3 separate regions of the Pan troglodytes genome follow, and all the other regions are linked to region 1. Evidence: chromatin contacts called from public Hi-C and HiChIP or PLAC-seq data. All regions are on one chromosome and are shown on one strand. The core of a region is the stretch at or near the end of the contact, and the rest is flanking DNA. Distances in the headings are between cores, read along the strand shown. Region 1 holds the start of PAPPA (pappalysin 1). Region 2 overlaps ASTN2 (astrotactin 2). Region 3 overlaps ASTN2 (astrotactin 2).

Region 1 (4,653 bases), core at 364-2,863:
ATCTTTGCATATATCGCATTCCAGCTTTCATAGAGGGGATGTCTGAGTCATTTGCTCATCCGACAAATCGTCATACTTTCGCCAACAAACATTCTTCCCTGGTTTTCTCTCTTCCTGAAGCGTGTAGCAATGTTCCCAGCTCTCAAGAAAGATCTGGAGCAGCTCGGAAGATAAGAGCAATTGAAGAAGAAAGTTACAATTTAGTGGAGTTAATTTCATCGCAGGCTCTCAGCACGCTATTCACATGCAAACTTCACACAGAATATTTTTATCACTACCTTATTGGAATAGATTGGTAATTAATAGCTTGTAATCCACCATTGCTAACACGTTTTGACTTATTAAACACTTGGACAAAATAAAAGAAGATCTGTTTTGCCATAAGGGGGAGCTTTTGAGTTCTATAAAGAGGGGGAAAAAAGAAGAAAAAAATATATTACATGTATGTCCCAGTTCAAAAACAGACCTACAAAGCAGCAAATGGTCAGATCCTTACCTGTGACTTTAACAATTTCAGAGGACCTGAATTGCTTAAGTTGAAAAAATTAGGCAAATTAATATTTTTCTCTCATTTTCTTCTTATAAAATTAAAATAATTTCTAATGACCAACAGAGTATTTTAAAGAGTATTCGGGGAAATTCAGAGACCCAGTTGTACTAGGACTACAGCTTCTGAAAGGCAGATGTCCTGGACAGTGCCTTTCTTCTATTTTCTTGTGATGATTCCATAAGAACTTTGGAAACATTTGGGTTAGCTGAAGCAAGCCTTATCTGGGGGCTCAGAAAAGAGGGGAATGGTTCATCATCGTACAACTTTAAGGAAATTCTGAGAGGGAAAAGGACAGGGGAAGCAAAAAAAAAAAAAAAAAAAAAGAGGGAAAAGAAGAGGGAAAGAGGTAAAGGGAGAGGAAGCGGGAAGAGAAGAGTAAGGGAGAGAGTGAGAAAAAGAGAAAGAGAGGGAGAGGGAGGGAGGGAGAGACAGAGAGAGAGAGAGAATTAAAAAAAAAAATCTAAGAATCAAGTTTCAAGACTCTTTATGTGCTACAGAAAAGGATGAGGTTTACCAGCAAAGTGCAAAGGGGATCCTAAGAGAAGAGACAGATTTTTCTCCTGCCATCAGAAATAATAATAATAAGTGGGGGAAGTGAGGGAGGGAAAAAAAGCAAGCAAAACAAAACAAAAACAGGAATGTGTGTTTTGAGCAGGAATGAGAGCTGGGAGGACCGTAAGGGGGTGTGTACAGAATTTCATTAAATTGTTACTTTAAGATTGTCTTCTTAAAAAAAAAAAAGAGAGAGAGAGAAAAGGAGGGGGTGGAGAAGCGGGAGCGAAGGAAAGGAGGCAAACGGCAAAGTGAAGGAAAGCTGGATAGCTCGGCCTCTCCAAACTGATTGATTAGTCATGATCCCCGCAGTTTTAACAGGGACTCATTCAATTGGGAAGGTGGAGCGCTGGGGAGCAGATTAGCATACGCTTGTTTACTCATCTTCTGAGGGATTTTTTCCCCCTCTTTCCTTTCATTTTGAGAAGAAGGAGGGAGGGGAGGGGGGACGGGGGGGGGGAGAAGGGGGCTGTGGCTTGTGTTATAAAGGACGCAAAAAATAAATAAATTAGAGCATCTTTTGGGGGGAGGGAATTCAGCGGATCAGTCTTAAGAGGAGCTTTTTTTTGGAGCGAGAAATCATATAAAATAAAATGAAATAAAACAAGGAGGAAGGCAACCAGCTGTTAGGGGGAAAATAAGGCAGATAAAGGAGCGGGGAGAGAAATTAATTGCCAACCAGGAGGAGTTGGGCTGTATTTTTCAAAGGTGGGGAGAGTGGAGCACACACCTTGAGGAGGAAAGCGAGAAAGAAAAGAAAAAAGCAAGTGGAAGGGGGGGCTCGCCCAAGAAGGGTGAAGAAGCGAAGAAAGTCGAGGCGCCGAGGCTCCCAAAGCTGGCAGCTCCGGGTGGCGGTGCAGGGGCGAAGGGGGGGCGGGGGGAACCGTCGGACATGCGGCTCTGGAGTTGGGTGCTGCACCTGGGGCTGCTGAGCGCCGCGCTGGGCTGCGGGCTGGCCGAGCGTCCCCGCCGGGCCCGGAGAGACCCGCGGGCCGGCCGACCCCCGCGCCCCGCCGCCGGCCCGGCCACCTGCGCCACCCGGGCGGCCCGCGGCCGCCGCGCCTCGCCGCCGCCGCCGCCGCCGCCGCCGCCGGGCGGTGCCTGGGAAGCCGTGCGCGTCCCCCGGCGGCGGCAGCAGCGGGAGGCGAGGGGCGCCACCGAGAAGCCGAGCCCGCCGAGCCGGGCGCTCTATTTCAGCGGGCGAGGCGAGCAGCTGCGCCTCCGGGCCGACCTCGAGCTGCCCCGGGACGCGTTCACGCTGCAAGTGTGGCTGCGAGCGGAGGGGGGCCAGAGGTCTCCGGCAGTGATCACAGGTAGGTGAGGGCGCCTCGGCGGGCGCTGCACCGTCCCTGCGGCCCCAGAGGCTCGCGGGTGTCTGGGCGCGGGTGGCGGGCGGGTCGGGGGCTTGCGGGCGTGTCTGTGCGGGAGCTGCCCCGCGAGCGGCGCAGAGACATCCGGGCGAGCTGAGAGCCTCACTTTGCCCCATCGGTGGAATGGGCACACTCGGAAGGCGTAGCTGCTCCATCCCTGGGAGGAACCTGGGGAGCCCTCCTGGCGGCCCCGCGGACCCTCGGCCAGTGAGGGCTGGTTCCCGGAGCCTAGGGCACGTAACCCGTGCTCCGAATGGTCAGATGCACTCTCTCCTTTTGGGATGAAAGGGAGGATGACCCAATTGAGATGCATGTGAAAGGAGACTTGGGGACCGTTGATTTCTTTGACGTTTTAATGGGGGTAACTCCCCTTCATTAGGCCCCATTCCCCTGAAAGCCGGCAAGGGCAAGGTTGTTGTAATCGCCAGGACTTAGAAGTCCTCGAAGTGCCCCAAAGTTGCTCACTGATTGAAGCCTGCCTCTGGGACTCACCCTCACCCACTCCACGCCATCCCATGTCCTAGCTTTTAAAGCCCATTGCCTGTCACTCGGGGCTGGGACGAGACCTTCCTAACGCATACCCCGCCAGCGTTCCCCAGACGCGGCTGCGAAACGGGGCGCTTTTCTCATATGGGACTTTATGAGCCCGTAATGAATTTGAGTTCTCCCTCCTCAACCTCCCTCTCTCTCCCCTTCGCTGTTCCACAGCAAAGCCTATAGTGAAATCGGACACTTTGCGAGGATTGCAAACCTTAGAAATGCTCCAGCATCCATTTTCCCCCCTCTAAATGAATCTCTGGAAATGCCTTTAATAAAACTGGGGAGCGGAGGTGGGGGCGGCGCTGGAAGAGAGGAGGAAAGTTTTGCCTTTTCTGTCTGGGAGATTCCCTTTCTGCACAAACAATCTTGCCATGTCCTGGGACGTCTTAAAGTGAGAGTAGGGGTTCCCCCTTCACTGCAGCCAGGAAACGTGTGAAGGCGTTTTGCGATCCCACCCCCTCACACATACACACTTTCTTAGAAGGGAAAGCTGTGAGCTCTTCGGGCAGTTCTGCTTCTTCCTGTCTTTCCATGGCTTGGACTTTCACAGATGTAGCACTGACTATCCAGTTGACATGAAGACCCCTTTAGGAGACCCACACTCTGCTGCTATCCCAAGAATACGTCTCCCGAAGCCCCCGCTTTCCAGCTATCAAAGGAGAGCGATACAGTGATTCCCCCCAACAACCCACAACTGACGTCATCGCATGCTATTTTTCCTTTTTTTTTTCCTCCGGGAAGAAGAAGGAGACTGAACTCATTCACTTTTAACTCGCAAGCCCTATTTGCCCAGAGGAGGGTCTAATTTGGAACAGAGGAAACGTTATCCATAATAATAATGACGATGGTGATAATTTAGAGCTGTAGTATGTTGACTTCTCTTTCCAAACATGTGAAAAAGCAAAGAGACTGCTGCTTGGAGGTGATTTTTTTTTTTTTTTTTTAATCTGTAGGTCTGGTTTTTCCTAGTCTTTACCTAGTACCAGTGATTTGGAAGGCATTCCCTGGAGAGAGGAGAGCACAGGGTTATGCAGGCATCATCAGTGAAAGGGTAGTGAATGCATTTTAACTATGTAAGTGTGTCTACATAAATACGTGTGTGTGTGTATATATATATATGTATATATATATATATATATATATATATATATATATAACACCTGGGATTCCACAGGAGACTGCTTTATAAATGTCTATAATTCAGACAAGGAGCCTCTCTTCACACACATTCTCTTGAGCACTCATTCACTCTCTCACACAAAGATTGTTGCAGTAAAATACTTTAATTGGATGGGGGGCGTTAGGTTATTATTGCTTGTATAAAATGCCTGGTCCATTTTATGTGTAGAAATAACATTCCTCTCAAAACGAAAAAAATAAAATAAATAAATAAGCACTGCTGTCGTGTAGCACCAGAAAGCCAGGAGCTTTTCCCCTGAGGATTCTGGTGGATTTCTTTTCCCTCCCCTAGTTGAGTTGGAGCCAGATTTGGCGGCGTGTAAACACCTGGCTCTGAGCCAGAAAAGACTCATTCTGCATATCCTCCACATGGTACAGGCTGTTGGACTAAAAAGAACCTGCTTCTCCTTGAATTAAAAAGCAAACAAACAGAGGTTCTTTGCAGAAGTACTTTTTCAGCTC
Region 2 (4,133 bases), core at 302-2,801, 420 kb after region 1:
TGAGTCTGTTATTTCTATATCCCAGCACCCTGCATTGATCTGGGCCAGGATGGTTGCTTGAGAAAGTGTGCTCATCTGAATCTGTTTCACTCAAAATCCTGTGATTCCAAGTAAGTTTTATTTGTTTAGTTACATAATAAGCAACCTTTGCTGAATCCTGTACCATCCTGACCTGTCCTGTCTTTTCTGGCAGAACAAGCTCTGTTAGGATCACTCACATGTTCTCCTTTTATTTTTTAAAAAGGTATATTTTTAAAAGGAAGAAGGAGATACATCCTGAGAGTTTTGGTAATTGTTTCTTTGCAACATTTGCTGCCTAGAGAAAGTCAGATATGAACAGTAAGACACTCACAGGTCAGGATTAAATGAGATGGGGAAGATTGGAGCTGATCTCCCTGGAGATGAAATGGAAGCTGCAAGGACTCAGATATGATTCGGTGCCACTGCCCCAGATGAGACTGAGGCACAATCCCTGGCCCCACGCTGGTGGTTTCCTCTCCCTGGGGCACCATCAGCTCCTACTGTAGCCATCAAGTCTATGTGGTTTCCCCAAGGGAGCCACCTGAAATCACCTTGTTCTTTGCTATCATGACCGAGGCAGAGAGGGGAAAGAGACCAAGCTGAGCACTCGATCTGGACTCCAGCCCTCCTTCCCTGGGTCTTCTCACTTTTCTTCTATTCTGTCTCTTTTTCCATCTTTCACAACCCTTTCTCTTCTCTTTCCCCATTTCTGGCCTCTCCCTCTTTTCTCTTTTAGAAACATTTACTGAATTACAAGTGCTTTTGATCCATGTGGAGTTATGTCCATACGGTGAGTGTGAGTATTTGGTGTGTGCTGTGCTGTGGGTGCTACGTGAGTGGATGCCATCTAATGTGTCTGTGTCTGTTTGTGCTGGGTGGATCCATGTGGCACACGGTATGTATATCTTTACAGTATGCCTGTGGGAAGGTGGCTATGTTTACGCATCTGTGTGCCTGTGCTGTTTATCTATGATATGCCTCTTGAGGCATCTGTCATGTGTTGAGTACAAGCTGTGTGTTGTCTGTGCGTGGCATGCTATCCCCATGGTGTGTGACTTTGTATGTGTTGTGGATCTACTGTATGTGTCTGTGTGCTTCCCGTGTGTGTGTGACCGTGTCTCTTTGTTATCTGCCTTTCGTTGGCTGCACATAGCTTGAATGTCCCTGTTGGGTGATGTGCTCACATGTATGTTTATATGTGTTGGTGTCTGTGTGTTGCCTTTGTTTTTGTTTAGCTGGCTGAGGTGACTGCATTGTGTATACCTGTATGGGATGGATTGCATTCATTTGTGAGTCTGCACCCTATATGATTTCTCTAAATCCCCTGGCTGCATGCTGTGTCTGTGCGGGGTATGTTGCATTTGTTGTTTGTAGGTACAACTGCATATTCTGTGTGTTTCCCTGTGTCTCTGCCTCTGTGAAATGTGTCTGTGTGTTTTCCCTGCCAGCTCCTCCTCCCCTTCGGGTGCCCCAGCCTCTCTCCCTGCCTTCTCCTCCCCAGGCTGTGACCACTCTCAGCTGACACCTCCGCTGCTCTGGCAACCCAAGAACAGCCTGGAGAAAGGTCAGCTGGCCGCCTTCCCCAGGGCCTGCCTGGATCCTTGGACCCCAGTGTTGCGTGGTGTGGGAGCGCCCTCTGTTGGCTGTATGGGCCATGAACACCACTGGAAACAGACTTCCTCTTTCCCTTGCTGCTCACCCCTGAGACTTCCAGCCTTCTTAATAAGGGACTTTAGGAGAGGAATGGGTAGGGTCACCTATAATTTGCCATTGAAAGCGCGATGTTTTGGAGAATGAAAGAGGGTGTGAATAAGTGCACTGAGATACTGAGTATTCGGCAGATACGTCTTAAGCAGATGGTGAGGAAGGCTTCCCTGACCACCTACTTGGGTCTCAGCCCCATGGGCATAAGCCAACAAAATGTGTGCTAGCCCTCACTGGTGAAAGGGTCAGCTATTCCCAATTTATGTTTGAGGAAGTCAGAATCTCAAATCTATGCTTACCCAATGACTTCACGCTTTCCCTTGGGAATAATTTCCCAAGACCCCAATTTCCCCTTTGCAGCAGGGACCCAAGGTGGAGACCCAAGTGTTCCAGTTCCAGAAAGAGGGAGGACTGAAATGTTTCTAGGGGATTTAACAGAAAGAGGTCAAAGGCACTCTTGTGAGAAGAAAGGGAATAGTTATAGAGGTACCCAGGACTTGTAATGCCCCAGGTGCGTGACTCTGACAGCCTCAACAGGAAGAGAAAGGTGCTGTGTGCACACATGTGGGTACATGCGTGCACACATGTGGGTACATGCACACACACACACAAACACACACACACACATATATACACAAACACACATCATCAGGAGGCAGAACATCCAACAGCCTGCATGGCTAATATCATGGGGTTTGAGAATATACACATTTACTATTTCCTGCGTTATAGAAGAAACACAACCAAAGGCACCATTTTATGCAAAAACATGAGTTTTCATTGCATTCCTTGTGCTGGTGATTAAAGAAGAGGCTCTGATAAGCAATGGCTATTCTTTAACTCAGGATGACAGCTCCAGGTGAACCAAAGGACCACTTGGCCCAATTGGTCGAAAGTGTGTTCTTCAGAACATTACCTCCCATGAGACATTAATAGTTATTTGAAGGTGTGGCCAAATAAATTTGAAAAATACAGGATTAAATAAAGTTAAACAGATTTTTTTTTCTCATGGGATATCTCAGAGCCTTTAATATGATAATGTCTTATGAATTTCTAAGAAAGGAGGAGACTGTACTCAGCATTTCACAAAAGATATGAATAATGGATTTTTTTTCCAGAATGTTATGGGACAAAATTCTAAATTTACACATGGGCAAAGCAAGACCCCAAGTAGCATAATTCAGTTATTATTAAATAACCATTTACTACAAGAATCATGTTTTTTGTTTGTTTGCTTTTGCTTTTGTGTGTTTGTTTTAGTTAATCTCTTTGGATCTTGTACTAACCTACACAGGTAGGTACTATGTTATCATGTTAAATGACAGATGAGAAGAGAGACTCAGAGAAGTGAAGTGGTTTGTCCCAAGTTATGGCATTGGTCAGTGACAGCAACACTCAATACCAGGCACCTCTCTATAAACCATATACAACTTCCACTTTGCCAACTCCTGTGAGTATGATTTTATAGAAAGTATAAAATGTGGCAGTTGTCCCCAAAGCCATACATTGTACTTAGAATTGTTTTTAAAATCATATAAAAAAGAGAAACATGGTATAAAAAATGTGGACAAGAAGTGGCATTGTACATCCAAGGTGAGAGGACTGAGTGAGACCTGGGAGAATCGGGGAAAACTTCCCAGGGGAAGTGAATTTTAGCTATGCTTTGAAGGATAGAGGAAGCTTAGTTAGATCAAAGGTCAGCAACTTTTAAATGTGAAGTAGCTGGTAGTAAATATTTTCTGCCTTGTGAGCCACACAGTCTCTGTTGCAAGTGCTTGACATTGCCATGTAGTGTGAAAACAGCCATAGATAATATGTAAATAAAAGGACATGGCTGTGTTCCAATAAAACTTTATCTACAAAACAGACAGCCAGCCCATGGGTCCTAACTTGCCAAGCCTTAAGTAAGAAGGAAAAAGGTAGGAAATGAGGCCTTTTTTGGCTACAGGAATCACTTTTTAAAAGATAGTGAGCAGTATACTCAAAGGCCAGTGCCAGGCCCCAGACCTGCTCATAACTGTTCCCTTTCTGTCTCCCACTCCACCCAACCCCACTTCAATTGTGTTCTAAGCCCTGAGGGTGAGCTTATTGCAGCTATGCAAAGAGAAAGCTGCCTGCATTTGAGATAAGCTGAATAAACAGCTCACTGATCCCAGTGGAAGGTGCTTGTGAACATGTGCCTGGATTTAGTCTGTTGGGAAGGCAGAGAAAGACAACAAATCTAGTTTCCTCTTGAAAAAGAGATTGGCCTTTTCTCCTTTCAATAAGTCAAGGCCAATGCTAAAATGCTTGCCCGTTTCTACCGACTGGGTGTGGACCACCTCCCCCTTTGCAGGTAGCAAAGCCAACGTGCGGAAGTCCCAGTTTCATCAGATGTATCAGGGCAACATCTCTGCTATTTTATCTGT
Region 3 (4,700 bases), core at 918-3,417, 490 kb after region 1:
AACAACCGCACAAAGTCTTGTACATTTAAGCACCAGTTGTGCTGAGCCAAGCTCTGTGGCTTTGGGCCGTGTAAGAGCCATTTAACAGGTGGAGGGAGGAGATTTATGCATTAATCAAATTATTCTTCATAAAGAGTTTTTTCCTGCTTCTCTTGTTCAAAACAACAGCACAAGGTATAATCAAGGGCTCGTTTCCAGCTTAGGCAGAAGGCATCATCTTTTCCCATGCATTCACTGGAATGTACCTAAGGAGACCCCAACTACCCAAGGAGCTAGTGTCCAATGGTCCCCAAGGCCATCGAGAATACCTTGGTCCAGAATCAGAGGACAAAAATACCCCACAAACCTCAGGCATGTCATATCCTCTCTCTGTTAGTCCCTAACTGTGCCGTAAAATGGGGTTCAGGATTTTACTCAGAGCCTCTACTCCAGGGGTAGGGAGTTCTCATACAGAGGAACTTCCACTCTGCATTAGAATGAGCTATGATATTCATTGCCAACAGAGTACAAGTTCGAGCAATGTTTATAAAGTGAGAAAATGCCCCTGAGATCCCTCCATTTGTAAAGTGCCCTTTTGGGTTAGCCAATGGCCTCTCCCATACAAAATATGAATCCTATTCTAAAATGTCATGTCCCTAGCACTTTAGGTACCAGTAAAGTTTTCAAGTACTATCTAGAAGAGGAGTTACCAAAGGAAACATAGAAAAAGAAAAGAGCCATTTTAAACAAACATATTCTTATCACTATCATAGATAACATTCGTCTGTTAAGTGATTTCTTCTTGGACATTATGCATTCATTATCTCTTTTGATTCCCATGAAGTAGGGATTGTGAGACCACATTTTACAAGTGTGGAAACTGAGGTATGAAGACACCATTCAGCATCACATAGTGAATGGGGATTGAGGAAACATCCAAACCCAAGCCGGTAGAGCAAAGAATCTGTACTATCTGCTTCCATGTAAATAAAGTGTCTTGTAGGAAACTCAGAAAGAAACTGACTCCACTTATCTGTTTTTTAATTTTTGTTTTGTTCTGTTTTGTTTTTTGTTTTTTGAAGTAGGAAAAGAAAGTCCCAGAAAGAGAAAAGAACTTGCTATGACCAGCTATGTCTCAGTGTGAAAGCCCAGGCCCCTCAACTATAGGTCAGGGCTCTGAAGTGTTTTCTTGTATCCATGTGGCCTGTAGAGATGATAGAAAGATAGAAAAGTCATGGGAGGAAGGGTGATGGGAGTTAGTGGCAGAGTTGGAGAAAAAATGATAAACAAAACGAGAGTAGCTGCTTTTTCTTCCCACCAGCGTTATTTTGTGGCCATATTCGCTTCCTCTAGGATCATTTCCAGACCTGCAGTGGGTGTATCCCACTCATTCCCACTGCAACCTGGCTCCCTTGGAAATGTCTAAGGCACTCCATCCCTTAGGCTGTCATGACACTTTAAACAGGCCTTTCATTTGTGTTTGGGGAGGGAAAGAAGAAACTGGAGACTTGGAGGAAGCCGCCTACAGTCTTTCAGCTCTAACATTTCTTTGCAAGGATCACTAAGAGGAAAAGAGAGTAGAAGTGAGAAGATAGTGCCCATGCCTGTCTGTTTGCTCTAACTTCTCCTGGCTTCCCCATTGCCCTGGGGCTAAACTCCTCACCACATGTTGTGCAGTTCTGCCTGACTTCTCTTCAGCATTGTCCATGGAGTTTTCTCCCAGTCTCAGCTCCAGCCACACTGGTTTTCATTCTCTTCCTGAAATGGGTCACATTTGCTCATTCTTCAGGTGTTTGCAGAAGTTGGGCATTCTACCAGCAATGTTCTCATTCTCCTCTTCCTTTCTGAAACCCCAGTCTTCCATATTCATTTTATGCACTTGGCCCCCAAAAGCTCACTTTACATGTCACTTTCTCAGGAAAGCCTTCTCTGACTGCGTAAGGCCCCTTAATATATGCTTGCAATCCACCAGCCTAGTACTCTGTACAGTCTTGACTCTACTTATTCGTGTGATTGTTTCATTAATATCTGTCTTCTCCATAAGTCTGTGAACTCCATAAAGATAAAGACCATATCCACTTGTCATACTGTTCACTCTTCAGGGTATAACGCAGTCTTAGCATACAGTGGGGGCTCAAAGATACTTAATGAATGAACGACTAGCACTTCCAGGTCTACAGGTCTCCTGCAAGGAGAACAGTGACATCTAGTGACCACTTTCACACTCTTGGGATTCTCTGATCACACACCACTAATTAGCCTCAGAAAGACCTCACTGGATTTCCAATGAGTTGAATATTTCAATGATGCTGAGGGAACCTGGCATGGAATCCAGACATAGGGGAATCTGGCTCCTGCACAAACAGGAAAGGCACCACCAGCCTATCTATTGCTATGCATGTGCCAAGAACACATTGCAAAAGTCCCGTGGCTTGGCTTGTAGTGTGCCACATTGCAGATGAGGACAGTGTGGCCCAGAAAGGCCGTCACTGGAGCGAGTTCACAGAGCAGTAAACAGGGATATTCACAGGCTCATTCACCAAGTCCCAGAAGGCCAGTTAAACACAACTACAACCTCACTGATACAACACTAGTCGAACTACTAGGTATTTTTATTTATTTATGTTTTGGAGACAGTGTCTCATTCTGTTACCCAGGTTGAAGTGCAGTGACACAATCACAGCTCACTGAAGCCTTGACCTCCTCCTCGAGCGCTTGATGCGCTCAAGCGACCCTCCCACCTCAGCCTCCAGAGTAGCTGGATGACAGGTGTGCACCACCACACCAGGCCAATTTTTTCTTTTTCTTTTTTTTTTTTTTTGAGACAGAGTCTTGCTCTGTTGCCCAGACTGGAGTGCAATGGTGCGATCTTGGCTCACTGGAACCGCTGCCTCTCGGGTTCAAGAGATTCTCCTGCCTCAGCCTCCTGAGTAGCTGGGATTATAGGTGCATGCCACCACACCCAACTAAGTTTTGTATTTTTAGTAGAGACGGGGTTTCACCATGTTGTACAGGCTGGTCTTGAACTCCTGACCTCATGATCAGCCCGTCTCGGCCTCCCAAAGTGCTAAGATTACAGGTGTGAGTCACCGCACTTGGCCTAATTTTTCTTTCAGAAATGGTGGTCTCCCTATATTGCCCAGCCTGGTCTTGAACCCACTGGGCTCAAGCTATCCTCTCACCTCAGGCTCCCAAAGTGCTGGGATTACAGGCGTGAACCACTGGCCCTGGGCCTGTGCTTGTTATTTATTGGAATCTGCAACAGCCTCCTCATGGATCTCCTTGATTCTACTCTTACATTCTCACAGTCTATTCTGACCCTGCAGCTGGAGGTGTGGAGACATACACATATGTATTTTATTGTTGGTGTTAGTTTGGGGACCTCTGATGCACAGAGTTAGATTATTTGCAATGTTCAGTTTAGGACTGAAGCTCATTGTTGAGCCATGCATGGGTAGGCTTTATTTATTTGTTCAGTTAGCTAGTTAGTTTTAATAAACTTTTTAAACTTTAATGAACTCTCACTAATCTACCACCAAAAACACCAGCTAGGAGCTGGGCGCAGTGGCTTACACCTGTAATTCCAGCACTTTGGGAGGCTGAGGCGAGCAGATTGCTTCAGGTCAGAAGTTCGAGACCAGCCTGGCCAACATGTTGAAACCTTGTCTCTACTAAAAATACAAAAATTAGCCAGGCGTGGTGGTGGACGCCTGTAATCCCAGCTACTCAGGAGGCTGAGGCAGAAGAATTGTTTGAACCCAGGAGGCGGAGGTTGCAGTGAGCCAAGATTGCGCCACTGCACCCTAGCCTGGGAGATAGAGTGAGACTCAGTCTCAAACAAACAAACAAACAAAAAAACACCAGCTAGGAACTTGAGTACTTACATGTAACATATGCTTCCTTATGCCATTACCTTAGTTTTCCTGACTCAAGATCACCATCATCCTGTCTCCTATGTTCATCACTTCCTTGCTTCCCTTTTTAAATCATATTTATTGCATCTGTATTTATTCCTAAAAGATAGTATATTTGAGGTGTAGGTATGCTTTAACTTGAAGAAGGGAGGAAAGGGTGTTGTGCCATATAAAATCTTTGGAGCCAGGCATGGTGGCTCTTGCCTGTAATCCCAGCACTTTGGGAGGCCGAGGTGGGTGGATCACCTGAGGCCAGGAGTTCAAGACCAGCCTGACCAACATGGTGAAACCCCGTTTCTACTAAAAACACAAAAAATTAGCTGGGCATGGTGGCAGGTACCTGTAATCCCAGCTACTCCGGAAGCTGAGGCAGGAGAATCGCTTGAACCCAGGAGGTGGAGGTTGCAGTGAGCTGAGATCACGCCATTGCACTCCAGCCTGGGCAACAAGAACAAAACTCTGTCTCAAAAAAAAAAAAAAAAAATCTTTAGGACTTACTTTCTTCAGTTAATAATACGTTCATTCATTTCATATTGACAGGTATCACTATAGCTCATTCATTTTGGTTACTGTAGTATATTCTATTGAATATATATCCTGTGCTTTATTTCAATGCTGTCCCATGGATGGGAATTTGGGTTTTTTACAGAGGCCTCCTTCTGCCACACAATCTAATCCCATCAGCCTCCTGCCAATAATCATGCATCATCATCACCTCATGGCCCACAGGATAGGGTCAAAATTCCACAATTTGGCTTACAATATTGTGGAAATGATCAGGACTCATTTTGTTTCTCCCTCCGTCCT

The links. A called contact is a pair of places that touch in the nucleus more often than the background predicts. HiChIP or PLAC-seq counts read pairs in DNA pulled down with a chosen protein or histone mark.
Region 2: a contact with region 1 is called in an H3K4me3 HiChIP or PLAC-seq map of stem cell-derived excitatory neurons, with 12 times the contacts expected there. The contact joins the enhancer-like site here to the promoter of PAPPA in region 1. A contact is called at or near these places in 4 of 7 Hi-C or Micro-C datasets (blood, induced pluripotent stem cells and stem cell-derived neural progenitor cells), 1 of 1 datasets of contacts at active chromatin or transcription factors (stem cell-derived excitatory neurons) and 1 of 1 other capture datasets (stem cell-derived neural stem cells).
Region 3: a contact with region 1 is called in a Hi-C map of induced pluripotent stem cells, with 2.9 times the contacts expected there. The contact joins the enhancer-like site here to the promoter of PAPPA in region 1. A contact is called at or near these places in 3 of 7 Hi-C or Micro-C datasets (induced pluripotent stem cells and stem cell-derived neural progenitor cells).

What each region holds. Positions count from the first base shown.
Region 1 is chr11:22,280,693-22,285,345 of NHGRI_mPanTro3-v2.0_pri, reverse strand. It overlaps PAPPA (pappalysin 1), which reads left to right and starts at 1,613. Exons shown (of 22, transcript XM_016961539.4): 1 at 1,613-2,415. The coding sequence starts at 1,995.
Region 2 is chr11:21,863,334-21,867,466 of NHGRI_mPanTro3-v2.0_pri, reverse strand. All of the region lies in intron 19 of ASTN2 (astrotactin 2), which reads right to left. Among named protein-coding and RNA genes, the nearest start is that of TRIM32, 25 kb to the right of the region's middle. Within about 2 kb of position 1,551, at least 4 of the 24 cell types and tissues checked have an H3K27ac peak or open chromatin away from gene starts, as enhancers often do. A contact at or near this core is called in stem cell-derived excitatory neurons, where this site is marked.
Region 3 is chr11:21,788,363-21,793,062 of NHGRI_mPanTro3-v2.0_pri, reverse strand. All of the region lies in intron 17 of ASTN2 (astrotactin 2), which reads right to left. The region is part of intron 2 of TRIM32 (tripartite motif containing 32); the gene reads left to right. Among named protein-coding and RNA genes, the nearest start is that of TRIM32, 50 kb to the left of the region's middle. Within about 2 kb of position 2,167, at least 2 of the 24 cell types and tissues checked have an H3K27ac peak or open chromatin away from gene starts, as enhancers often do. A contact at or near this core is called in induced pluripotent stem cells, where this site is marked.